Linked DNA regions of Mus musculus: all the other regions are linked to region 2. A link is a contact called in public Hi-C and promoter capture Hi-C data. All regions are on one chromosome and are shown on one strand. Each heading gives the region's core, a stretch centred on a gene start, on an enhancer-like site or on the middle of the called end of the contact. The rest is flanking DNA. Distances are from core to core; before and after follow the strand shown. Region 1 holds the start of Kmt2b (lysine (K)-specific methyltransferase 2B). Region 2 holds the start of Shkbp1 (Sh3kbp1 binding protein 1). Region 3 holds the start of Zfp94 (zinc finger protein 94). Region 4 holds the start of Arhgap33 (Rho GTPase activating protein 33). Region 5 holds the start of Aplp1 (amyloid beta (A4) precursor-like protein 1).

What was found. Promoter capture Hi-C pulls out the DNA fragments that hold promoters and counts their contacts. Hi-C and Micro-C count contacts between places; a contact is called where the count stands out from the background.
Region 1: a Hi-C map of B cells shows a contact between it and region 2, with 5 read pairs. The contact joins the promoter of Kmt2b here to the promoter of Shkbp1 in region 2. A contact is called at or near these places in 2 of 39 promoter capture datasets (cranial neural crest and second pharyngeal arch cranial neural crest) and 1 of 484 Hi-C or Micro-C datasets (B cells).
Region 3: a contact with region 2 is called in a promoter capture Hi-C map of pre-B cells. The contact joins the promoter of Zfp94 here to the promoter of Shkbp1 in region 2. A contact is called at or near these places in 4 of 39 promoter capture datasets (cranial neural crest, frontonasal cranial neural crest, pre-B cells and 1 more).
Region 4: a promoter capture Hi-C map of cranial neural crest shows a contact between it and region 2. The contact joins the promoter of Arhgap33 here to the promoter of Shkbp1 in region 2. A contact is called at or near these places in 2 of 39 promoter capture datasets (cranial neural crest and pre-B cells).
Region 5: a promoter capture Hi-C map of cranial neural crest shows a contact between it and region 2. The contact joins the promoter of Aplp1 here to the promoter of Shkbp1 in region 2. A contact is called at or near these places in 3 of 39 promoter capture datasets (cranial neural crest, embryonic stem cells and maxillary cranial neural crest).

Annotation. Positions count from the first base shown.
Region 1 is chr7:30,586,511-30,591,573 of GRCm38.p6, reverse strand. Kmt2b (lysine (K)-specific methyltransferase 2B) reads left to right here and starts at 2,848. Exons shown (of 37, transcript NM_029274.2): 1 at 2,848-3,219; 2 at 4,247-4,319; 3 at 4,545-5,063. The coding sequence starts at 2,857. Zbtb32 (zinc finger and BTB domain containing 32) reads left to right here. Exons shown (of 6, transcript NM_021397.2): 2 at 1-517; 3 at 705-778; 4 at 873-941; 5 at 1,054-1,218; 6 at 1,367-1,893. The coding sequence ends at 1,644. Gm32082 (a long non-coding RNA gene) reads right to left here and starts at 2,795. Exons shown (of 3, transcript XR_003946734.1): 1 at 2,255-2,795; 2 at 1,969-2,055; 3 at 1,215-1,360. Mir3569 (microRNA 3569) reads right to left here and starts at 2,194; the gene lies at 2,137-2,194.
Region 2 is chr7:27,352,263-27,357,538 of GRCm38.p6, reverse strand. Shkbp1 (Sh3kbp1 binding protein 1) reads left to right here and starts at 1,531. Exons shown (of 18, transcript NM_138676.2): 1 at 1,531-1,668; 2 at 1,913-1,966; 3 at 2,093-2,138; 4 at 2,252-2,325; 5 at 2,755-2,813; 6 at 3,087-3,167; 7 at 4,783-4,944. The coding sequence starts at 1,583. It overlaps Sptbn4 (spectrin beta, non-erythrocytic 4), which reads left to right. Exons shown (of 36, transcript NM_032610.2): 36 at 89-1,156. The coding sequence ends at 247.
Region 3 is chr7:24,313,169-24,318,044 of GRCm38.p6, reverse strand. Zfp94 (zinc finger protein 94) reads left to right here and starts at 1,379. Exons shown (of 6, transcript NM_001199321.1): 1 at 1,379-1,526; 2 at 3,634-3,695. It also overlaps the pseudogene Gm44513.
Region 4 is chr7:30,533,501-30,538,633 of GRCm38.p6, reverse strand. Arhgap33 (Rho GTPase activating protein 33) reads left to right here and starts at 3,574. Exons shown (of 22, transcript NM_178252.3): 1 at 3,574-3,708; 2 at 4,422-4,531. The coding sequence starts at 4,454.
Region 5 is chr7:30,442,663-30,447,889 of GRCm38.p6, reverse strand. It overlaps Aplp1 (amyloid beta (A4) precursor-like protein 1), which reads left to right and starts at 2,308. Exons shown (of 17, transcript NM_007467.3): 1 at 2,308-2,568; 2 at 3,429-3,572; 3 at 4,666-4,798; 4 at 4,980-5,092. The coding sequence starts at 2,422. It overlaps Kirrel2 (kirre like nephrin family adhesion molecule 2), which reads left to right. Exons shown (of 15, transcript NM_172898.3): 15 at 1-124.

The sequences.
Region 1 (5,063 bases), core at 1,599-4,098, 3.2 Mb before region 2:
CCTTGGGGGTACAGGCCTTGGAAGAGGCCTGTCAGAGAGCTCAAAAGGGCAAGGATGAAGATGAGCTGGATCCAGGACTGAAGAGGCACCAGCAATCAGAAGACTTCATGAGGGGCTCTGAGAGAGGACTTGGGAGTCCTGGAGAGAAACAGAAGCCAGAGAAGGATTTTAGAAGTAATGGGAGAGAACAGGAGATGTCACACAAGCATAAAGCACCCGGAGAGAGGCCTGAGATGGCAGGAGCAACTAGGATGATGAGCTCAGAGGAGGTCATGCGAGGTATCGAGAGCCACAAGGGCTCTGAGGAGAGTCTTCGTGGGTGCCCTGATCCCCTTTCCCCACCAGGTTCCCTCCTAACTAGCCTCATTCCCAGGCCCTGGTGGGCTGAAGTCCCTAGGTTGGGGGAGGGCCAGTCGGCCTTGTGGAGCATCTTGTTGTGGCCCTCCAGATACGGTGCTCCCTTCTCCCATAGTACCCCCATCACTGCGGCCTGGCAGGTCCGGCCTCAAGATCAGAGGTGAGTGAGAGGCTTAAAGGAGGACATCTAGGCAGGGAGGGAGTGGCTCCGGAGAGGCAGCAGTGATGGTTGGAAGGGTTCAGTGTACATTTCCTGAGTTAGAGACAACAAATATTGTCATCACAAGACAGGCCAGAGTCAGTTAGGTTCTCAGGCTTTGCCAAGACTGTAATTCTTCTCCACCCAGGATCCCACTGACCTTGAACCACTCCAAAGCTCTCTGGAGTCAGAATCAGCTGGCTTCCTCTAGCCCCACTCCAGGTAAGCCCCTCAGTATTCCACACAGGGCTTTTGCCCAGTGGCTGGGCTCCAGGAGTCCAGCCTTAGCAGGGCCCCTACTTCACTCTGTTTCCAGGATCTTTTCCCCAGGGCACTGAAACCCTCAGCCCTTGGCAGATAGAAACGTCTGGGCAAGGGTTCACAGGTAAGTAGGGTGAGAGCTGCCGCCTCCCCTCTCCTCACCAAATCGTTTAGACATTGTATTGATTCGGCCTCAGGGATTCTGTCTGGGTCACGCCATTTCTCTGTCCACACAGGCACACTGGCAACCTGTGTGAGTCAGGAGCGCACACTGAACTGCCCATCTCACCAACACCCTCCTTTACCCTCTCCTGCTCGCTCTCGGCCCTATTCTTGCTCTGTGTGTGGAAAGAGGTTTTCACTCAAGCATCAGATGGAGACACATTACCGAGTCCACACAGGTATGGGCATCCTGCCCAGTGTGAATTTATCTTTTTCGTTTCCATCGCCGGCCTGCCAGCTCCTCCCTTGCCCTATTGCTCGACGCACCCCTAGCTTGGAGAGCCTTCGCCCATTTCTTCCTTCTCTGGCTTTCTCCTCCACCTGTAGGAGAGAAGCCCTTCTCCTGTAGCCTCTGTCCTCAGCGCTCCCGGGATTTCTCTGCCATGACCAAGCACCTGAGGACACATGGGGCTGCTCCCTATCGATGCCCTCTGTGCAGGGCTGGCTGCCCTAGCCTGGCCTCCATGCAGGCGCACATGCGTGGCCACTCGCCCAGCCGGCTGCCGCCTGGATGGACCATACGCTCCACCTTCCTCTACTCTTCCTCGAGGCCGACCCGGGCCTCCAGCTCTCCCGGTAGTCCTACCTCCTCTGCTGCCACCTGACCGGGTGTTGGTAGCTTCTCTGGCTTGACAAAGAGTCCAAAGAATGAAAGGCAGAAGGGCTCAGCTAGGGCGGCCTGGCAAATTTAACCACAGAAGAACTGCGAGACAGGAGCTACGAACCCTTCCGGGACAAGCGAGTTGCAGAAGCCTCGGCCTGGCGAGCCCGAGTTAAAGGACAATTAACTCGGTGAAGATTAACTGGGGACTGTCAATTTCATCACTATAATAAAGTTTCCTGTGCTCCAGTCAGGACGAGTCCAGACTTTTCCTCTGTGCTAGGGGGTTTCCACCCTTGCCCTGTAGCGGCCCCTGCTGGCCATTCACCATTCAATAAACAGAGGGTCACACTTCTCCTTCCGGGGGGCTTCGTATAATTCCCGAGGGCAGCACGCGGCAAAGGCGCTCCAGACCCTGCGGGAGAGGAAAGGTGGCTTTGAGGCGCCCCAAGACTCTGGTTCCTCCCACAGCAATCTACCGCGCGCGTAGTCTAGGGCTGGAGAGGAGCGCAGACTGAGGTCCGGATTTCGACCACCGGTCTGCTCTCCTCCGAGTAAGGGACGGAAGACTAGCCTCTCCAGCATCTCCCCTCCGCGCCGGGCAATGCGGCTACCGGGTTGCGCCTGGAAGTGAGACTAATCCAGCGCCGCCGCCCTCCCCTCAGCCAACGCCTAGCGCAATAGCTAACTTCGTCTACTGTGTGTCCGTCGGGTTCCCAGGGTCCGAAGCCAACGGTACCCTGGGAAGGACCCTGGGAATGGTAGTCCATGCAGGTCGCTAGTTCCGACTAGAACAATGGGAGGAGTCTGAGCCGGGAACCACACCTCCTGGAGACCAGGAACTGGTTCTCCTGGTCTCTGTCGCCAACCCGGTATTCCCAGTTCTCGCGCCCCAGCTGTCGGCGGAAGGAGCAAGGCGACTGGACTACATTCCCCAGAAGACCTTGCGCCTCCCGCTCTCAGGCCGCGACGCGGGGTCCGCTCTTCAGGTGCGGCTGGAGGGTGACGGCCGACCGGCCCAGGACTCCTGCTCCCGTGGTGCCCCGCGCGTGGCCAGCCCAGCCCCCGGCTCCTGCCCGCCCCACAGCGGCGCTGGTTGTTGTCGTGAGCCGCAGCCGCCCCGCTTTGCCCCTCCTCCCCTCCTCTCCCCTCCCCCCCGGCCCTGCGCACGGGCTGCCCCTCCCCCCGCCTCCCCGGCCCCTCTCACGGTGCCAAGATGGCGGCGGCGGCGGGCGGCGGCAGTTGCCCCGGGCCTGGCTCCGCACGGGGCCGCTTCCCGGGCCGGCCGCGGGGTTCCGGCGGGGGCGGGGGCCGCGGCGGCCGAGGCAACGGAGCCGAAAGAGTGCGGGTAGCCCTGCGGCGCGGTGGCGGCGCGGCGGGGCCGGGAGGAGCCGAGCCCGGGGAGGACACGGCCCTGCTCCGTTTGCTGGGTCTTCGCCGGGGCCTGCGCCGGCTCCGCCGCCTGTGGGCTGGTGCGCGAGTTCAGCGAGGCCGAGGCCGCGGCCGGGGACGGGGCTGGGGCCCGAACCGAGGCTGCATGCCGGAGGAAGAGAGCAGTGACGGGGAATCCGAGGAGGAGGTGAGGCGGTCGGAGGTGTCTCTAGCGCCGGGTAGGGCGGAGGCCAGGGGCTTGCAGGGCTCCGGATAGCTCCGAAGGGTGTTGTGGACAAGTGGGATTCTCGGGGCTCCTGGAAAGAAGCACGAAGGAAGCAGGCTGCGTGGAGCGTTTGGGTAGCTAGGGCCTTTGAAAGTGATCAGAGAAACCCTGACTGCAGCTAGACGCCTGGAGCCCAATTGGTGTCCTGAGCTGATCTTTCGCGGTAGCAATGGCAGAGCAGGACAGGAGTGGGTGAAGAGGCCATAGGGATTGCATGCCGGACCAGCGGTGGTTGACAGCAGCAGCGTGGCCTTAATTGACCAAGGCTAGAGAGCCTCCTGGGCTCTTACTTGCAGGCTGCCTCCTTGGCCCTTAAAATCCGCGACATATCCCTGCCCTGGTTCCACCAGGGCCCCAGTTGCTCTCTGGTTCTAAGGTAGAGTGGTGGAGGCTTCTTAGGCGCGGGTTGAAGAGGGATAGAATGAATGCTGAGTCTTGAATCTGGAGTGAGTGCAGTCATGGTTTATCCCTCTCAGCCTTTTGGAGAAGGCAGGAGGGTGTGGATTCTATTGCTTAGGAGAGCTAGCTGTCCTCTGAGGGCTCAGAGTGGATTCTAATATGATAAACCATCTGCTCCACCTCTCATCTCCCCCAAACACTCCCCATTTTTAAGAATGCCCTGCAAGGGTGTAAATGGAGGACCTACTTTGTTTTAAGTTGGAATTAGCCCTCATTGTAATGCCTATTGCTTAACTCGAGGAGACCCTCTAGTGTTTTCTTCTGGGCTAGTGAATTACTGATGGCTGTGCTGGAATGGTCTGGTTCAAGAACGCCTTGTACCTTTATTCCTTCTGACCTTGCCTCAGTCTTTTAAGTTCTTTGGTAAATGAGGAGGAGTATGTTAAGGTGGACGATAACTATCATATCTGCAACACCTGAAGCCCAGATGGAACCAGGGCTTTGGTACTGACTGCTGTTTCTCCCCTTCACCCTTGGTCCCCTAAATCAGGAGTTTCAGGGTTTTCATTCAGATGAAGATGTGGCCCCCAGTTCCCTGCGCTCTGCGCTTCGGTCCCAGCGAGGTGAGTGATGGGGAAACTCTACCTCTCTAGTGTTGCGGGAAGGTTCTTGCCCTTTGTGTTCAGCTAGTCTCTACCAGTTACTGAGTGTCCTGTGTTCAGTCCAAGGTAGCCTGGGCTGTGGGGAAAAACAGACAAGTAAGACTTAGTATCCTGTCTTTCTGGGGTGCTTTTCTTAAGACTGAAGGGCCAGTTTGACCCATCTCCCCACAACTGTTCTCCTTTTAGGTCGAGCCCCTCGGGGTCGGGGCCGCAAGCATAAGACGACCCCCCTTCCTCCTCGCCTAGCAGATGTGACTCCTGTCCCCCCAAAGGCCCCTACTCGGAAACGGGGTGAGGAGGGCACAGAACGGATGGTGCAGGCACTGACTGAACTTCTCCGGCGGTCCCAAGCACCCCAACCCCCCCGGAGCCGGGCACGGGCACGTGAACCCTCTACTCCCCGACGGTCTCGGGGAAGGCCCCCAGGACGGCCAGCCGGTCCCTGCCGGAAAAAGCAGCAAGCAGTAGTGTTAGCAGAAGCGGCTGTGACAATCCCTAAACCCGAGCCTCCGCCCCCTGTGGTTCCAGTAAAGAACAAAGCTGGCAGTTGGAAATGCAAGGAGGGACCTGGTCCAGGACCTGGAACCCCCAAACGTGGAGGACAGCCTGGGAGAGGAGGCCGTGGAGGCAGGGGCAGAGGCCGAGGCGGACTTCCCCTTATGATCAAGTTTGTTTCCAAGGCCAAGAAAGTGAAGATGGGACAAT
Region 2 (5,276 bases), core at 282-2,781:
TATCCTGCTAACAGGAAAGTGAAGCTAGGGAGGGCGGTGTGGTTGAGTTCCTCTTCCAAATATGGACTTGTCCTGCGTCTTCCGTCAGGAGGAGATGAACGGCTGGCTGGAGGCTGTGGCTAACTCCGTGGCAGAACACGCCGAGATCGCCCGATGGGGTCAGACACTACCTACCACATCATCCACAGATGAGGGCAACCCCAAGCGTGAGGGCGGGGAGCGTAGGGCCAGCGGGCGCCGGAAGTGATTCCAGGTACCCTTTCCCCCACCTTGGAGTCTGACAAGTCTCCTTGCCCCTCCTCTCTGCACTGTGGACACAAAGACAACTTCTCATCCGCAAGGGCCGGAATGACTGCGGATGTGCCACTGTGGGCCTGAAATAGAAGGGACTTCTGCACTCCAAGAGGTGGTGGTAGGGGATTGCTGTCCCTATAGCCATATCTCGGTCCCTTCCCGCTCGCCAACCCCACCCCAGGTGCTGGGGCTCCATTCTTTTTATGCAATAACTGAGCTTGGTGGGGCCGGGCAGGGAGCCAGTTGAGCCAAGCTCCCTGCCCAATCGTCAGATCCTGCCCCAAGAAGCTGGAGTGGCGAGGGATCTAGGAGGTGGTGATTTGTTGGCCTCCTCTCCGCCCTAAGGATGGACAACGGGGGCGCTGGTGAGGTCCCCTGGACCATCCAGGGTGCTAGGGGGTGGGGAGGGGACACACTCCCTCCCTGCCTTTACCTCACTTCCAATGCTGCCTTGATCTGTCTGGGAAGAGGGAGGACAGGGGCCCTTAGCCCCTGTACTCCGCCATCTCAGAGCCATGCGGTTAATTCCTGACTTAGTTTATTTTTGCAAAAACGTAGACCCCCCCTCCTTCCCCCCGCCCCGCATCCGCGAAGGCTTTTAATAGGAGGGGAGTCAAAGTTCAAAACTGTCTTCCTCTCTCCTCCCCGATTCTAGCTGTAAATGCCACTTCCCGAGGGGGAGGGGGTGGGAAAGCCCTCCCCCTGCATGCTTCTGGCTGGAGCACCTCCCTGGGACGGAGGGAATCAGGGTTACAGGCAACCCCCGTGGCTGCTTGGAGACGCTGCCAAGGCAGGGGGTGCGGGGCGGTGTGGCAGGCGCACACTGTATGTACCTATAATAAACCCTTTGGCTTTGACAGTCTTCGCTGGTTTGTTCGTGTATCCGAGACAGGATTGGAGGGTGGGCCGGTGTGGGGACGAGGTCGAGAAGGCAGTCTCCTAGACTCTACAAATACCTAAGCCTTGGTATAGGCTCATTTCAAGATCTGCGCACGTACTCCTCAACGAATCGCCTACATTCGTTATGTATTATACCAAAATAAGGGAACCTAGAAAAGGGGGGGGGGAGTTACTAAATCACTCCAAAGGATCCCCAAGTGCGCCCCGTCGAAACCAGGAAAGACCGGCCCTCTTTAAAGAGTCAGAGACCGTAATTGCGTTGAGCGAGCTCTCTGTCCAATCGCCGGTGGATCCTGGAGTCTCTAGGCCAATGAGCAAGAGGAAGAGGCGGGGTCTATGCACACCCGGAAGTGGGTGCGAGCCGGCCGGCTTGCGGGGGGGTGGGGCTATGGCCGTCGCGACGACTGCAGTGGAGGGGGTCCCGAGTCGGGGAGCACCCGGGGAAGTGATTCATCTGAACGTAGGGGGCAAGCGGTGAGTGTGGGAGATCCTCGAGGCCCCATCCTACGGGACCGAGGCGGGATGCCCGCCTCTTCTGGGGGTGGGGGTGGTAGTCCCTGTCCATCAAGAATTGCTCCGCCTCAAGCTGGAGGCTTGGCGCTTGAATAAAAAAGAAAGAAAGAAAGAAAGAAATGCCAAAGGAGAATGCATGAATCTCAGTGGAGGAGGCAGCGTCCTCACCTCTTCTTCTCTTTCCTCTCCTTACCCCATCGCCCAGGTTCAGTACCTCTCGCCAGACGCTTACCTGGATCCCAGACTCCTTCTTTTCCAGGTGATTAGGAGAGTCTGGGGCGAGGGTAGGAGGGAATGAAAGAAGAGGGTGTGGGGAGACCCATTTCTACAATACTCACCTCTGCAACTCGGCCCATGTCTCCTCCTCGGTTTCCCCTTCCTGTAGTCTTTTGAGCGGACGCATCTCAACCCTGAAAGATGAGACCGGAGCTGTGAGTAGGGCTAGATCAAAAAACGGGACTCCGGGTGGGATGGGGGACAGGAGCTCCTACTTATTCCAGGTCTTTTCCATGACCCCCACCTCCATCCCCACCCCACCATGCAGATCTTCATCGACCGGGACCCCACCGTCTTTGCCCCCATCCTTAATTTCCTGCGGACCAAAGAGTTAGATCCCAGGTTGGTATGGGTAAATGGGTGAATTCTGCCACTGTATAAAATCTCTCCTCGAAAAGTAAATGTGTTCCATTCTATTAGAATTATTGATCATGTTATATTCCTTCCATTAAAATATGCCCACACATTTGCACCATTCTTCATCCTTGTTATCTAGATTTTAAAGAAAGTATGTATTTGTTTGTTGGCTTGAGATAAGGCCTTGCTCTGTAGCCCTGGCTGTCTAGAACTCCATCCAGATCAGGCCAGTCTTTATCTCCCATGTCTTGGATTGGCAGGTGTACCCCACCCTCAACCTCCCTAGAATTTTACGCCGGTTGAAACTAGCCAGGCTTCGGTAGTCTCTGGGCAGTTTCAATACCTTTCTCCTTGCAATGTGCTGTTCATGCCTATGCCCTAGATTTTTACACCCAAATCTCCCCTATTACCCAGGGGTGTCCATGGTTCCAGCCTCCTCCATGAAGCCCAATTCTACGGACTCACTCCACTGGGTAAGTGAGAGTCCCGTGCCGTGCCCCACCCCCACCCCAACCCCGCCCCCAGTCAGCACCCTCAGTTATTTCCTGAGCAGAATGCCTCTCCTCTTTGACTCTCCCAGTCAAAAAGACTGTTGGGTTAGAGCTAAGAGCACCGGATTTGGGTCTGGCTCTGAAGGGGTCGGGGTTGCGGGGGAGGGGATAGTTACGTGGAAAGACAGATGAGGAAGGGGACAAGGGTCTGCTTTAGTTTCCCTCAAGATGAAGTTTTGAGTCCTTCCCTTGCAGTTCGTCGCCTGCAGGTGAGGGAAGAGTTGGATCGATCTTCCTGCGGAAATGTCCTCTTCAATGGTTATCTACCTCCTCCAGGTGAGCACTCCCAATTGATGCTAGGGAGAGGGAGATTGGCTTAAAGACTACATTTCCCATAAAGCTTCAACCCTTAGGTGTTTGGAGCCCTGAGGTGCACTGGGAGTTGTAGTTCTTTATCAGATGCTTGGAAAGGAAATAGGAAGCAGCATTTTTCCTTGAAGCTGTGCAACAGCCAGTTCTCTTTAGAGTTCAGAAGCATGCACGGGAGCTTGATGGGAGTTGTAGTCTGAGTTTTCTTAAGTTTCACCCCATTCTTCAGAAAAATAAATAAATAAATAAATTTAAACTTTATCATGCTAGCTTCATTGGATGCTACTTTTTGAGGGTGGAGGTTCTATGATACGGAGTCTCTCTCATAGCCCTGGTTGTCCTGGAACTCACTATATAGACCAGGCTGGCCTTGAACTCATAGGGATCCTCCTTCCTCTGTCTAAGCCTTTAAGATTAAAGGTATACACCACCACACTCAGCCATCCACATTATCTTTTGAGGCATGGTCCCAGCAAACCTGGAGTTCACTGATTGGCTAGGCTGGCTTGTCAACAAAGTCTGAGCACACACCTTTCTACTGTCTGGGGGTGGGGGAGTCCAAAACGTAGTTTTCTTATGCCTATATAGCAAGTGCTTTACCCAGCAAGCCATGTCTGTAGCTCCTACAACTATATTTCTATTTTATTCTTTATTTGTTATAGTTCTAGAGTTTGCGCCCAGGGTTTTGTACATGCTGGGCAGGTGCTGTAGCATGAGACTGCCCTCCCCCCGCCCCCCACCTCCACCCCCCTCCTCTCCCAAGCCTGACAGGTGAATTTTAGGCAGGTGCTCTACTTCTGAACCATGCCCACAGCTTTTCCCCAGTAACAGCAAGGAACATGTTCATGGTCCAGCTGTCTTTATTTTTAAAAATGTTATTACATTTATGTATGTATGTATGTATGTATGTATGTATGTATGTATTGGTTTCTCAAGACCAGGTTTCTCTGTGCAGCCCTGGCTGCCCTAGAACTTGCTCTGTAGCTCAGGCTGGCCTCGAACTCAGAGACCCACCTGCCTCTGCCTCCCAAGTGCTGGGATGAAAGTTGTGTGCTACCACCACCCGGCAGAAGTATTTATTTATTGGGCACGTGGTGGGAGGGTGCATGAATGGAGATCAGAGGACAACTTGCAGAAATTGATTCTCTCCTTCTACCGCACATGTCTCAGGATCAAAGTCAGGATTGCCAGTCTTGGTGGCAAGCACCTTCACCCACTAAGACACTTGCCAGCCCTCTGCTTCATCATCGTTATTATTATTTTATTATTACTGAGACAGGGCCTAGCCTTGAACTTGCAATCTTCCACTTCCAGATTTCCAAATGGCTGGGATTTCAGACCTGCCTGCAAGGCCTGGCCAAGTTAGCAAACACTGAAAAGGCACCAATATCATAGCAGCACCAAACCAGGTCTTTCCCTGTGACGGGTTTCCGGGTCATTGAATGCTGAATCCCGGCACACAGAGCACCTGCCCCAGGACACTGTGCCCCACACAGGGAATCCATGCCTCTCATGGTTTAAGTGTTCATAGACTGTCCGCCACGATTTTAATTGTGGTGCCCGACACTTCCCCTCACTATAGTGTTCCCAGTGAAGCGGCGAAACCGGCACAGCCTGGTGGGGCCCCAGCAAATAGGGGGACGCCCAGCCCCTGTTCGACGGAGCAACACGATGCCCCCCAACTTGGGTAATGCAGGGCTGCTGGGCCGAATGTTAGATGAGAGAGCACCTCCATCCCCATCAGGTAAGCTTGGGACTTGAGCTTAGTGCGTGCGTTCTGCCTCTGTATATCCCTAGCCTTCTTTTACTTTTGTTGTTGTTGTTGATGATGTTGTTGTTGCTGTTGGAGACAGGATCTTACTCTGGTCCAGGCTATCCTGGAGCTCAAAGCAATCCAGTCCTCCTGCCTCAACCTCCCTAGTGCTAGAATTATGAGCTCAATGTTTGCTCCTCATGTTCTTAGTTTTATTTGATGATTATTTTTAATTATCATTATTGTGTGTCCATGTGTGAACTCAGCATAATTGTCAAAGGATACCATGTGGGTTTGGGAGAACAAACTTGGGTTGTCCGGCA
Region 3 (4,876 bases), core at 130-2,629, 3.0 Mb after region 2:
CTCTCTGAAAAGTCCCCCGAATTCTAAACATCACACACGCACAGAAACCACCTGCAGCTGGCAAAATCACGCCTCTGCTAGAGCAGGAGGCAAATCCCAGCTGCTGTGGACCGTCTGAAGCAGCCTCATATTCCTCACCTGGGGCTAAAATCAAAACATTCCTATAGTATTTCTGTTTTTCAAAGAAACCAAAACTCCAAAATTGTCACAACAATCATATCATGTAAAAACTAGTCTTTTTCCTTGCTACTATGTATACCTGTTACAGCATCTCCGCTGTGCCACACACATACGCCGAGATTTTGTTTGGATGAAAAAAACTTTTGCTAGTGGTCCTTTGGGATAATTAAAAACAAACAAACAAACAAACAAACAAACAGACAGACAGACAGACAGACAGACAGACAGGGCTGAGAGATGGTTCAGCAGTTAAGAGCACTGACTGCCAGAGGTCCTGAGTTCAATTCCCAGCAACCACATGGTGGCTCACAACCATCTGTAATGGGATCGGATGCCCTCTTCTAGTGTGTGTCTGAAGCTAGCTTTTTTTTTAATTGTACTTTATTTGTACTCACATAAATAAAAAAAGAAATAAATCTCTGAAAAATAAACAAAACAAAACAAAACAAACAAACAAACAAACAAAAAAAACCAAGCAAACCAAAACTTGTTTCTCCTGTGGATTGATCTAGATTGATGTGGAAGATAGAAGGAAGTGGGGAGAAAACTGGAGGGGCAGGGAGGAGAGTATGAATTATCAATGTACCTGTGGTTACATTGAAGAAGCAGCCTAGCAGGAGGTTAAGTGGATTGTGTGGCTGTGATGTGTAGAGAGAATTTTGGTTTCTTTGAGAAACACAGAAGTATATATTATATACTCAGGTATATAAGGACAACGGTAGGGCCAAATTACCGCCTATGAGGTAAGGACTCTTAATTTTCCAGGGTGAAAAATTTTCCACGTGGGACGTGTCAAGTTCAGAGGCAGCATGGTGTCATGGCACACACGTTAGCCCAGCATTTGAGAGTGTGCAAGACTGAGGCAGGAGGACCATCGTAAATTCAGTATGGATTGTACAGTGCGCACCAGTGTCTCGCAGATTAAATAAAAAGTTCCGCAGAGGGCTAGGGAAGTACCTGCGTGGCGCACACACACACACTCCAGAGAGGCTATATACTAGGAGAAACGAGTGTAAGATCCGCCTCTCCGCATTCACTACCGGAAATGTAGTTCAACTGTTCCACAAACACGCAGGCACCCGGGAGAGCTGACGCGGAGATTTCTGGGAAGTGTCGTCCAGGGTCTCTGCGCATTGCGCGTGCGTCTGTGAAGGCCGGCGGACGCCGAGCATTCTGGGAAGCGTAGTTCAAATTCTCGGAGCATTGCGCGTGCTTCTGTTGTGCGGGCTGATGCGAAGCATTCTGGGAAGTGTTTCCCAGGTGGTTTCTGTTAGCATCCGCTCCCCTTGTCCTCCCTTGAGTCTCCTCTCTCCCACACCTTCCTCGACTGATGCCTGGATCTGGAGGTTTGCAGGGTTGGCGGCGGGCGGCCGTAGGGGAGTCGGCTCCAGGCTGGCGAAAGGGAAGCGCAGGGCGCCCAATGAGCCTCCCTCCATCCCACAGATATCATCGCACTGATAGGGTCTCAGCGCGTGGCTCAGTCAGCCTCCTGCCTCAGCATCCGGTGTGTTGCGATGACAGGTGTGAGCCCTCACACCTTCCTTCACTGCTGTCTGGAATTGGGGTGCGAGGGCCATGTTGATAGTGTTGTTTGAGGCATTGATGTAGCTAGTGTCACCCTGCCCTGAAGGTTCTAGGACTCACACCTACACTGCAGAGAATCGGGATGGGTGGAGATTTGTCGAGAGCCTGTCATGTAGAAGGATAAACGGACACGTCTATGGCTTTCCACGATGTCAGATTTTGCTGAACGACAAGAAAGTCATAAGCTGTGTCAGTTTCGTTGGCTGCAATTTGCCAAGGAATCTCGATTTCTCCTGGTGGTTGGCCATTAATCACAGGTTCTTTTATTCCAAGCTTAACATAGCTAATGATAAATTTCAGACCACGAGTCACCTGGCACACAGTTATACACACTCGTGAGTTTATTATCACAGGATGGATCATTGGAACTGGACTTGGCTCCTGGCATGTGACCAGGCTACTGAGCAGTGTGCCTGCCACATACCGGTCCCTTGGTGAAGAAGTAACGTGATATGGTTGGTGCGCTTATGTTTTATGTTACCAGGCTGGCTTTGAACTCACAGAGATCTACCTGAGTGCTGGGACTAAAGGCTAGTCGATATCTTTTAATAGCACAATTGAGTCGCCTGGCTATGACTGTGTAAACAAGACATGGATTTCTTCTTGGCACTTTTATCCAAGATAGAGTAACTCAGATCAAGACTGTTGCCGCATAAAATTCAAAACTAGTCATAGCCTGAAAGCTGATGGTCCAAACAACACAGCTCCCTGCTCAGCATGCTCCCAAGATGGTTTGATCAGCCGGGCAGTGGTGGCACACACCTGTAATCCCAGCACTTGGGAGGCAGAGGCAGATGGATTTCTGAGTTCGAGGCCAGCCTGGTCTACAGAGTGAGTTCCAGGACAGCCAGGGCTGCACAGAGAAACCCTGTCTTGAAAAACAAAACAAAACAAAAAGCCAAAAAAACCCAAAAAACAAAAAAGGAAAAAAAAGATGGTTTGATCAAGTGTAGCCCCTTACCTCTAACCCTACCCCCATTACAGATTCAGGGGAGGAAGGAGGAAGTGGTGGTCTGTTGACCAAGCATATCTAGGTGCATCAAGCCAAGTGTATTTCCTCCTGTTAAGGCGTAGCCTTTTAAAATACAAGTCTGTTTTATTCTCGCTTTTTCTTTCTAAGACTTTTTGTATGGGTCATATATGTGTACCATTACATGCATGTGTTGATACATATATGCTTCTGAATGCTTTGTACATGAGTGCTGGGATTCAAATTCAGGTTCTCCTGCTTTTCTTTAATAATTTGTTTTCACAATGACAATTTGTGTGTGTGTACACGCGTGCATACTCACATGCAACACTGAGCATGTGCAGGATGGAGGAGACCTCTCAGGAAGAGTCAGTCCTAGAGACTGAACTCAGGCCATCACTTGGTGACAAGTACCTCTCCCTGGAGATCTATTATCACGTGGGCTCTTTACCTTTTGTTTTTATTTCCCCCTGAGATAGTTTTTCCGTGTAACCCTGGCTGTCCTAAAATTTGCTGTTAATCAGGCTGGCTTCAAACCCACAGAGATCCTCCAGCCTCTGCCTCCTGAATTCTGGGTTAAAGGCCTGGGCCTCCACACTTGGCCCTCTCATTAGCTTTTGGGTCTTCTCTGTTAGAGCAGACACGAAAGCTTTGGACCATTCTTTTCAGGAGATCATAATCTCTTCTTGTGAGTACTAATATCTTTCCAGCTGTCCAGCCTCTCACTGGGGGCAGCAGGAGGTCCCTCCGGACCTTCTTTCTGTCCCCACCAATAATGGTTAGCCCTGGACACCTTTTAGGAAGGAGAAGATTGTCTCCAGCTTGGTGGGCAGGAGGGGACAGTTCAACTGCTTTGTCAGGAATGGCCTTCCTATTTCATGGCTTCTCTCCTTCCACAGCCTGATCTCTCAACAAGGACTGAGTGGAAGGTGAGGTCCTGACTCCTTCAGCAAGGCTCCTGGTGAGTGTGGCCTGGCATTGTTGTTGTTGTTGTTGTTTTGAGGTGGAGTCTCCCCATGTAGCCCTGGCTGTCCTGGAATTCCCTCTGTGGACCAGGCTGGCTTCAAACTCAGGGAGTCACTCTTCTCTCCTTCATGTCAGTCCCGATGATGGGATTAAAGATGTATGTCACCACGTCTAGCATGTTTTTCTTATTTTAATGATGAAGTCTTGGTGTCAGGGTCATGAGGGACAATCAAAGAAAGAGGGTCACTCCAGGACGAGATAAGGCCTCGCCGGTGGCAGCAGGGAGGTCCAGCCCCTGACGACTGAACGTCAGACAGCCACGCAGAGGCGTATTTATTTATTGACTGTCACACACAGTTACTTTTAGAGTAAAATAAGTTCCTCACACCAATTGCTGGATCTGCTCTCCGTGTTTCCTGAAGGGGCTCCTCACCCCGGCGGTCTCAGTCCTTACTGTGCACTGTTTGCAAAACTCAGTAATGCAAGATGCTCCCGGGTTGCCAGGACTGTCCTGTGACCAAAGTCGTACAAAAGCTGTAAAGTTCCTTCAGAAAAACAACTCAGTTTTGTTTGTTTGTTTTGTTCTGTTTGTTTGTTTTTGAGACAGGGTTTCTCTGTGTAGCCCTGGCTGTCCTGGAACTCATTCTGTAGACCAGGCTAACCTCTAACTCTGAGATCCATCTGCCTCTGCCTCCCAAGTGCTGGGATTAAAGGCGTGTGCTACCACTGCCCGGCGAAAAACAACTCTTATAGGTAACAAAAAGCAATCACTTTTTCCTTCAGTGATTTCTTCAAGGTCTAAGACCTTTTTAAAAACAACTGTTTTTTTTTTCCCCCTCTACAATGAAGAGCTTGAGTCAGGGTAGATAAGTCAATGTTTAAAGGTTGGGTTGGAACTTGTACAGCCCAGATCCATATAACTCTTGGATATATTCTCACTAAGGCACAGAACCGCCTGGAATTGTAATCAGAGTTTTAGAGCCAGAGTCCTTAGGGAACCCTAGTAGCTTTGGCTCGGTCACCTATCCTAATCCGACCAGAGACAAGACATGGCTAAGAGAAAGGTGATGGAACTACAGTGGCTGCATTGGGACTTACAAAGGAAGGGGTCCAGTGAGCTCCCGCTCCGACTCTGTGGTACTGACCAGAACTTTAGGTTTAAATAGGGGAGCGGGC
Region 4 (5,133 bases), core at 2,325-4,824, 3.2 Mb before region 2:
TTCCTGGTGTTTCCCCACGTTTGTTCCCCCTCTTTCACATTCTTCAACTGTGTTCTCTCTACTCAGGACCAACATCTTCTGTCATCCTGACTCTTCTCTTTCCCACACACAGTCACCTGCTAGATGCTGACTCTGTCTATCAGAACCCAACTCCTTCCCACTGCCCTCAGCTCAGTCTAGGCTACCTCCTATCTATACAGCTGAAAGCTTGTCATTACTATAAACACATCTGCTCACTCTTTGATGCACTTGCCACCCAGGGGGACATCCTATTGCTTCTCTTTGAAACTGAGCCTTTCAACAAATTAAATGCAACTGAAGGCCTGCAGCTTCTGTCAGGAAAGTGGGTTCTGTTCTGTTCTTTTTCTTCTACTTTCTGTGACTCGGATGCTTTTCAGAGTCTGCTATAAAATCTGATTACTAGACACAGTGGCACACACCTGTAATCCTAGGAGTCTGAGAACAGAGGATCTCGACTCTGAGGTCACTCTCACAGAGAGTCCCTGTGTCGGGAAAAAAAAAAGTCATTATATTAGGGATGGGACACACAAGCATGCATCTACTGAGCTCAGTGAGATTTGTTTCGTTCTCTGTGGTGGTTTAGTTACTTTTAAATTGCTGTTATAAGACAGTGTGACCAAGGGAATGTAAAAAGGAAGTGTTTATTTGAGGCTTAAGAGTTTCAGAGAGTCAATGACCGTCAGGGCAGGGCACATGGCACTGGAGTGGCACCGAGAGCTCACATCTTGAGACTCAACCAGGAGGCAGAGACAGAGACACTGGGAATGGGAGTCTTGTGAAACCTCAAAGCTAACTGCAGTGACACACCTCCTCCAACAAGGCCAAACAGTGGTCTCCCAACTAGAGACCAAGTATCCAAACGTCTGAGCCTATGAAGGCCATCCTCATCAAAATCCCTGCGGTGGTTTCCCTCAAGGGAAAAAGTGAATTCTAGCTAAGGAGATACATGTGAGCAAGGCATGGTCACACACACCTTTAATCTCTGTGACCTGGTCTATGTAGAGAAATCCAGGCCAGCCAAGGATGCATAGTGAAACTCTGTCTCAGAAAAAAAAATATAGAAATATAGAAATATAGAAATATTAGGTACAGTGCCGGGCATGGTGGTGCATGCCTTTAATCCCAGCACTCGGGAGGCAGAGGCAGGCGGATATCTGAGTTCGAGACCAGCCTGGTCTACAAAGTGAATTCCGGGATAGCCAGGGCTATACAGAGAAACCCTGTCTCGAATCCCCCCCCCCAAAAAAAAGAAATATTAGGTACAAATTTTGACTTTTACAAAAGGAAATGAGAAGCTGGGTGGTAGTGGCACACGCCTTTAATCCCAGCACTTGGGAGGCAGAGACAGGCGGATTTCTGAGTTCAAGGCCAGCCTAGTCTACAGAGTGAGTTCCAGGACAGCCAGGGCTACACAGAGAAACCCTGTCTCGAAAAACCATTAAAAAAAAAAAAGGAAGTGAGGAAAATTCCAGGATAGTATGGATGCAATGGTTTGTCTTTTGAAATAGGATCATTTAAGATCTAGGCTCCAACTCACTATGTAACCTAAGCCTGGCTTTGGACTGAGTCTCCTACCTTCACATCCTCAAGTGCTGGGATTACAGATGTGGGCCACCACACCCACCCAGCCTAATCTGTTTTGAAACATTCCCAAAGATGAGTTGGATGGGTGAGTAAAGCAATAAGTAGATGTAAGACAAAATGAATATAGTAAAATGTTTTAATGATAAGAGCTAGCTGGTGGATGTGTGGGTGTCAACTTTCCCTATCTTAGAACTTTTCATAAATAAAATGATGGCAACTATATATGATGAGGGTTAGGTTGAGGGTTTTTGTGTGTGTGTGTGTGTGTGTTTGGTTTGGTTTTTTAAGACAGGGTTTCTGGGATTCTTTAATCTGAGATCAATGTTGTTTTGATATATGTATGGGATTTATGAAGGGAAATGGGATAGATTTCTGACATGCAATTCTCTATGTCAGAAACAAGATAAATGTGGGTTTTCATCCTTTTGAACAAACCACACACTTGATTGAATCAATAAGGAGGTAGCTGTTTAGACACAAGGAACAATAGAAGATATTCACAATAACATCCTGATCAAGTTAAGAGGGGGCACTAGAAGGCTGCCCGAGGAAGTCACACTTAAGCTGAGATTACCTACTTGACCGAGGCCATCTTAACTGTGGCTGGGTAACAAACCACCCCCAAAACTTAGTAGCATCATCACTCATTACACTTATTCCCTCCCCCCACCCAGCACTTTCCATATTTCGCCATCCCAACTAGCTTTTCTCTCGGATGATACATATTTATATTTATTTTGTTCATTATCTTCCCCCATCAGCCTTTGATTTGGAGGTTTTAAATTTTTTTATTTAATGCATACAGGTATTTTGCCTGTGTATATGTTGGGGGTTCCATGTGTGCCTAGTGCCCACAGAGAGCATCTTCTGGACATCTTGGAGCTGTAGCTGGTGAACAGTCATGTGGGTGCTTGGAACAGGGAGTAGAAATCTGAGGACTCTGGAAGAGTAGTCAGTGCTAACTGCTGAGCCATCTCTCCAGTCCCTAATTTGGTTTGTTTGAGACAGATTTTCACTATGCAGCTCAAGCTGGCCTCAAATTCATGATTCTCCTGCACCCACTTTTCCAGTGCTGAGATTACAAACCGAAATCACCTAGTTCATACTAGCCTTTGAGCTTCCATATGGGTAAGGCTGTATTTTTTTTTTTTTTGATTATTGGTATATCCCCGAATTAAATAATCAAAGTCTTTAAAAGCCTGGACCGGGAGCGTGCTACCGAAACGAGAGGCCTGCTCAGGTCCAGATCAGTGAAAGCATCCTTCCGGAAAGGGTGTGGCTGCAATGCTTTCTAGGCACTTCTCTATCGTTTAAAAAAAGAAAAAAGACTGCACCTGGCTTTCTGAGAGGCATGAATGTCATAGCATTCCATACAGAAGCTTTTCCTAGAAAAAGATGTCAAAGGCTAGCCTCAAATAAGCGAATATAGGGAAACAAGGAAAGATGTCCAGTGAATAGGGGGAGGCCAAGTCGCACAGAGCCTAGGGTGGGGACACAGCGGGGTGTGCGAGATCAAAAAGCTTGTGGGCGGGGTCAGGATCAGGACTGACAGCGTGGGGACTGGAGGACCCGCATTTCGAAAAGGCTGCTTGTGGGGGATAGTCGTAGGCGAACCCAATGAAGCACGTCCGAGGAGCGACCGCGGGAGGAAAGGGCAGGCTGCTTAAGGAGAGAAGTGGCGGCAGCGGAGCATAAAGAATACAGGGTTTTATCTCAGGAGGGCCCTGACAGCCAATGCCAACCATCCATGGGCGTGGCGCTGTCAAACTTCGGGGGGTGGGACTGGAGAGACGGGGCGGGGATGGGGGCGGGAAGTAGAGCAGCACTCAAAGCCAATAAGCAGCCGCCTTGTGGGCGGGGCGTAGCCCTCAGGCCAAAACTGGAGCCAATGAGAAGGGCCTCCGCGTGCCCGCTGGCCCGCCCCTCATGGGGCGCGCGCCAGAGACCCCCCCGGCAGCCGTTAGGGGAGGAGCCTGCGACCGCCCGCGCGCGCCTCACGCCCTCCCCTTTGTGTCACCATGGCGGCGGAGGCGGCGGTGGCGAGGACTGCGAACGAGGGCTCGAAAGCCGCCGGGGTCTGAGGAGGCTACCGCGACCATGGTGGTGAGGGGCCCTCGGGGCCATCAGTCTGTGTGTCCGCGTGCCAGTCTGTCCGCGCGGCCCCGCCCTGCGCGCCCCGCCCCCGGCCCCGCCCGAGCCCGCGGCCTGCGCGCCGCCCCTCACCCTTCCTCGCGGTCCCCTACGGTCTCCACCTCGGTGCGGTCCTGGGTCGCGGCCCGGGCCTCGACCCCGCCCCCTCAGCGCACATTTCCTCCCTCCCCCTTCTGGGCCCTGAAAAAGGGGTGACAGTGGCGGAGGATCCGGACTTGAGAAAAGGGGGCTGGTTCAGGGAAGGACCCGCGCGCCCCATGAGGGCTTCCCCCCTGCAGGCGTCTGCCGAGGCTCCCTGGAAACCAGCCCCCACTCCAGCGCCCTCCTCAGCATCCTCATCCCCAGTCACCCTCCCGACCACCACCTCCTGCTCCCAACAGCCCCTTTCTCATTCCTGAGCCCCACCCCCATCTCACTCCATCCCCTGCCTGACCCTTTTCTTCTTCATTTTCATCCCACGCCACGCGCTCTCAATCCCTCCACCGACATCGATCTGAACCTTTATCGAAGTCTCTCCCGCCGCTTCCCGATCCTTACTCGAGGCCAACATCGCGCCTCCCGCCTCCGTTCCACTTGAGCCTTGGGGCTTCTCCATCTCCTTGTCTTCATCTCCCCTCCTCCATACTGCTCCCGCTCATTCATCCATTCATTCCCTCACTCCACAGACATTCACTGAGACCTCCTCTGTGCAGGCCCCATGCTCCAGGCACAGAAACAGTCAGATCCCATCCTGCCTTGGGGAGCTTCATGGGCTGGCAGGGGACAGACTCTGAGGGTGAGACCCAGGGATGAACTTGGGGTTGCAGGGACACGGAGGAGGGAAAAAGCCCAGTCTAGCAAATCCCCGAATCCCCATCTGGCAGCTGGTTATTTTATTCATCAGAGTTGCCCAGTCTATGCCGTGCAACTGGATTGGCACTGCGTGTCAGGGACCCAGAGAAGAATCATACATACAGTACTAACTCTGTGCTGATCTCTGTTGGGCATTGGCGGGGGTGGGGGTGAGGGTGTCAGCCTGGGGCCCTATTTCCAAAGGGAGAGATGAGTTCCTTGCAGGAAGCATCTCAGAGTGAGATGGATAAGCTCAGGTATAGTTGTGTAGTATGGGATGGAGAAAGCCCACAGGATGGGATGGAGACAATTGTCTGAAACAGCCTTAGATGGACAGAGAGGGCTTTCTGAAGGAACACACATGAGGAATGAGGAGGAGAGAACCTAGTGACGGTGTGCAAACCACATTCCAGTCTGAGGAATAGCCTTTGCAAAGGCATAGAAGGTAAATGAGAAGCTGGCACGTGTGTTCTGAAAAGTTCAGAGCTCTGAGAATTGGGGCAGCAGGGGAGAGACAGGACTGGAGTGGCAAACGGAACCCAGCTC
Region 5 (5,227 bases), core at 1,059-3,558, 3.1 Mb before region 2:
GATGGTGACTAAATGACTAAATACTTTGCAGAGGGACAAAGATGGGAACTAGGGATATGGATGGAAGTAGTAGAGAAGATATATGACCATCTGCATCAAGAGAAAGGATAACATAAGACAAATCAAGATGAAAGAAATAATCCACACCCCCCCCCCCACCGCGTCCTGGCCAATAAGTATAGCCTACATGGCTGTTCATTATCTGGGAACCAAAATGGCCACTATCTTGACTCCTTCCTTAAAGATACAGAAAGAATTGAATCCAAGGAATGGGGTAGGGTGGAAATAGAAGAAATGAAGGGGACTCTTGGGCTAAGAATACTTATGTTTAATAATAAAAGGGGGAGGCAAAGACGCAAATGTGCTTGTGAAAGACCTCCGTGGGGATACCCCCACCCGAGTCACGAGATAGCGCGCACACCCAAGGAATCATGAGAGACCGTCTTGATGCAAACACACAAGGTAGTTTAATGACGGAGCTCCAGGCGACACGTATCTCACGCAGGAGATAGAGGAATCGACCACGAGGCTCAAAAGTTAGGGGTTTATATAGGAAAAGAGTGGGGGTAGGGGAAGAATTGGCATGGTTTCACACAATTGGACAGTTTAAACATCAGCAAACTGTATGTGCAGAGCAAGGTAACAGCAGAGCATCTGGTTAACATTTAACCCATGTCAGAAGGGCGGGAGATAGGGAGACGCCGGGCCAGTCCGGACATCCTGGTATGTCTTCCCTGTCTTTTATGGCTAGCCAGTTCCTGGATGACTTTACAGCCTTTGTTTTTGCCCTAGGCCCAAAGGCCCTCCTAACTAACTGACACAAGCCACATGAGTCATGGACCTTGAATTTTAATTTTCTTTCACTTGGAGGAGTCTCCTGGTGTTTTCCATGAATGAAGAGGCCCACAAAGGTTGTATTGTATCTAGTCCTCCCTCGCCTCTCATGCATTGGGTGGCAGTAGCGATGATGTCCTAAGTCCTTCCTTAGCCCCTTGCTACTGGCTTACTGCTGTAGGTTCTCTCTCTCTCTCTCTCTCTCTCTCTCTCTCTCTCTGTATTTTAAGATCTGTTATTTTTATTTTACTTGTGTGGGTGTTTTGCCTGCATGTGTTACTGTATACTATATACATTCCTGGTCCCTGAGACCAGAACAGAGGGATGGGTCCCCTAAGACTGGAGTTATAGACAGTGTGGGTGTTGGGAATTGAACCCGGGTCTTCTGAGAGAGCGGCCAGTGCTTTTCATCACTGAGCCTTCTCTCAGCAGTTAGCCTGGAACTCTTGATCTTGCTGCCTCAGGCCCTCTGGGATTACAGGTGCACATCACCATTCCACTTTAAACTCTTTTAATAATACACCACTACCTCACCCCACCCACATCCACAGAGATGCACACACACACAAAGCAGAAAGACAGACAAATGTGGGCAGGTCCACACCATACAGATGCACACACACACACACACACACACACACACACACATCTGGGCTGCTTCGGGGGGGGGGATTAGAATATTGTACACTCACTTAAGATAAAACAGTGAACCCTTTAGGCAGAAGACTTGAGGTGGCCCTTAGAAAGGGTGAGAATGGGGGACTCCACACAGTGGTCCTCAGGTGCTGGTCTTGGAAGGCTATGGTATCCAGCACCTGACCCGAGTCATCTGTAAAGAAAGGGTTTAGTCATGGATTTTTGGAGGGAGTATTTGAAGATCCAGACACCTGGCAATCAGGGCAGGAAGGCTTCCTAGGTTTGAGGAAGCAAGGGTGGGAGACTTGGCCTCCGGTCCTGAGACAGAAGAGGCCTGGAAGGGAGCAGATTTACCTAGCTGTAGCTGTGTTTTGTCTTTTGAGACTGGGTTGCATGTAGGTAGGCTAGCTTCAAACTCCTATCCTCCCGCCCCCTCCTCTCAGGTGCCGGGATTACAGGCTTTCCTAGTACACTCCCTAAATTCTTGACTGGGAAAATTCGGAGGTCTATATTCCTGGGACCTCAAGAGAGGGATTTATGGAAGACCCCCACCCCCATGGATTCTGGCATCCTTGGAGGAGGACAAAGCTGATGCTGGGTGTCTGCGTTTGCCAGAAGAGAAGGCCAAGGATGAAAGTCCAGAAAACGGCTACGCCCAGGACTGAACCTAGTGACTCGGTCTTCACGCGGACAGTGACACCTGGAATCTTGAGGGGCTGGGACTTGGAGCAGGCTCCCTCCCGGGGTTCCGGAGCCTCTCAGTGCGCAGAGCCGCCACGCTATTGTCCTGGCTGGGAAGGCGGGGCCGGCGCGGGGCGGGGCTGGCGGCGCCGGCGCAGCCCGGGGGCGGCGGGAGGAGGAGGCGGCGGTGGCGCTGGGAGCTCCTGTCACCGCTGGGGCCGGGTAGGGCCGGGCGGGAGCGCAGGGGACGTGAGGGCCCGAGGCCCGGACATGGGGCCCACCAGCCCCGCCGCTCGCGGTCAGGGTCGCCGCTGGCGACCGCCGCCGCTGCCGCTGTTGCTGCCACTGTCATTGCTGCTTCTGCGCGCGCAGCTCGCCGTCGGGAACCTGGCTGTTGGGAGCCCCAGCGCGGCCGAGGTGAGGCCCGGCCGGGTCCTGGGGATGGGGAAGGGGCGGGACCGGGCCTCGACCTGGACGCGGGACGGCCACCGCAGTCCTTTTGGCCAGGTGGCCTGCCCCACGCGATCCGAACTGTAGATTTTCCTAGGTTCCTCCATCGTCTGACGTCCCTGCCCCCTCCCACCCGCATCGTCGGACCTGGCTCTTTCCAAGAGCCTCTGGTCCAAGAAATCCAGAGCACCCCTAGACGACAAAGCCCCAAGACCTGCCCACCTAAGCGTAGGACGCACCAGGCAGTAGGCGCTTGGCTCTAAGAACCCAGGTCCCTTGTATTATCTGGACCCACATGAACCCCCTGCCCTCAAACATCCAGTAGTCCGGGCCTCCACCCACTACTCAATCCGGATATAGCTCCTCTAGTCCTTAAAGGTCTGATGTGCAGGCCTGCTGGGAAGCTGGGCCCTGTCGTCTTTGCACCCCCTCAGTGGGAACCTGAACTGGGGATGGAGGGAGGAGGGGCCAGAACGCCTGGGTTCGCCCCCCGCCTCCCCCAACACGATTCAAGTTTAACCCCTTCAGGCTTCAGACCCAAGCCGCTGGGGCGGGGGCGGAGCCTGTCTTCTCAGCAACAAGGCCGCGAGAAACGGGGCGGGGGGGTGGGGACCCAGGTCACCATAGCAACGGGAGAGCTGGGGCGCTCCAGCCCCACGGGATTTGTTTCCCGGGGAACGGTCTCTCCACTCAGAAGGTGCTTAGAAGGAGCTGGTGCTAGAGATAGGGGCAGGAGCCCTATCTGGGTTTTAGGGAGCAAAGAACCAGACAACACAGATGACATCGTTGCCCTGGCTCCTCACTGCCCCATCTGCCTTCATTCCCAGGCTCCGGGGTCGGCTCAAGTGGCTGGACTATGTGGGCGTCTAACCCTTCACCGGGACCTGCGCACCGGCCGCTGGGAACCAGACCCACAGCGATCACGACGCTGTCTTCTGGACCCGCAGCGCGTGCTGGAGTACTGCAGACAGGTGGGCGGGACCCCACGGGGAGAGGCGTGGTCAATGAGAAAGTGGATCCAAGCTGGGGCGGGGTCGCCCTTGAGGAAGCTGGACTTGGCAGAGTCTAGGGAGATGAGAGAATCTGTAAAGCCAGGGAAAGCTTGGGGGTCTGTGGTCAGTGAAGAGGCCCCTCCTAAAGGGCCAGCGCAAACCTATTTTGAGAAATTAGGGGCCGCGGGGCGGCGGTGGAGACTGAAAAAAAAAAAACCCAACAACACCCCCCCACACCCCCCATGGACTAATCAAGGTCGCCTGAAGAGTGGCATGGTTTAGGAATCTATGGATCCGTTTAGAAAAAGTGGGAGTGTAAGTGGGCGTGGCCGAAAGAGAGGCAAGGCTTAGATCAAGAGACCTTTTAAACCAACAAGATTCAGTAAGTGATGGAGCCCAATGAGAGTGGCTGCCTGCCTAAGAGACGTGCAATGAAAAGGCGGGGCTAATACAAAGAAGAGTTACTTAGTAGCTAAACAGAGAAAGGCAGGAAGTGAAAGAGCAAGAAACCTGATTGCCGAGCAGGGTTGCCTTCAAACGTGGGCTCAGAGAAGTTGAGTTTGGCATGTCAAAGCCTGAGGACCTTTATCAAGGCCTCGTGAGAATGGTGAACTTAAGGGAGACCACTAGGGTATGACCAGTGGACCCGAAGCTTAGCATCTGAGGCTTACAAATTAACCTGTTAGTTCTATAGACAAGAGACGAAGGCCCAGGGATGTCCTTAGGAACCAAGACACGTAAAAAGGAACTGCTCAAGCTGAGATTAGTGACATGGGCCCATAATCCCAGTTATTGGAAAGGCTGAGGTAGAAGGATCACAAATTAAAGGCCCTCGTAAGCTACAGAATGAGTTCAAGACCAGTTTAGGAAATGTAAGGAGACCTGGTCTCAAAATAAAAAGTAAAAAGAGGGCTGGACATGTAGGAGTTTGGTGGTAGAGCATGGCTTTGGCATGTACAAGGCTCTGGGTTCAATCCCCAGTACTGCTGCCAAATGAGAGATGCAGAGGGTGGGGGTCAGCCAGTAGGTTGATCCCCCCCCCACCTCCTCCCACACACATTGTGTCCTACAGATGTACCCCGAGCTGCACATAGCACGCGTGGAGCAGGCTGCACAGGCCATCCCGATGGAGCGCTGGTGTGGGGGTACCCGGAGTGGCAGATGCGCCCACCCCCACCATGAGGTTGTGCCCTTCCATTGCCTGCGTGAGTCACCCGCTGGGGGGTGGGGTGGGAACTGAGGTGAAGTGGGAGTCTACCAGAGATGACTTTGGTCTACATTTGAAGTCTGGGTGATGGGCTGAGAAAGCTATGAATGCCTGGCCTCTGAGGTGGGCAGGCCTGGGTGATGATTCTGGTGATGATTCTGGTGTCTCCCATTCCCCAGCTGGCGAATTCGTGAGTGAAGCCCTGCTAGTGCCCGAAGGCTGTCGGTTCTTGCACCAGGAGCGTATGGACCAGTGTGAGAGTTCAACCAGGAGGCATCAGGAGGCTCAGGAGGTCAGGGCCTTGTCCTGCCTGTTTCCTAACCCTAGGACCTGGGAATCTAGGCCCTTCCTTCCAGAACCCAAGCGTTCAAACTGGGATGTAGGCAATCCATTCCTCAGCCACTCCTAGAGCCCAGCTTCCAGGCTT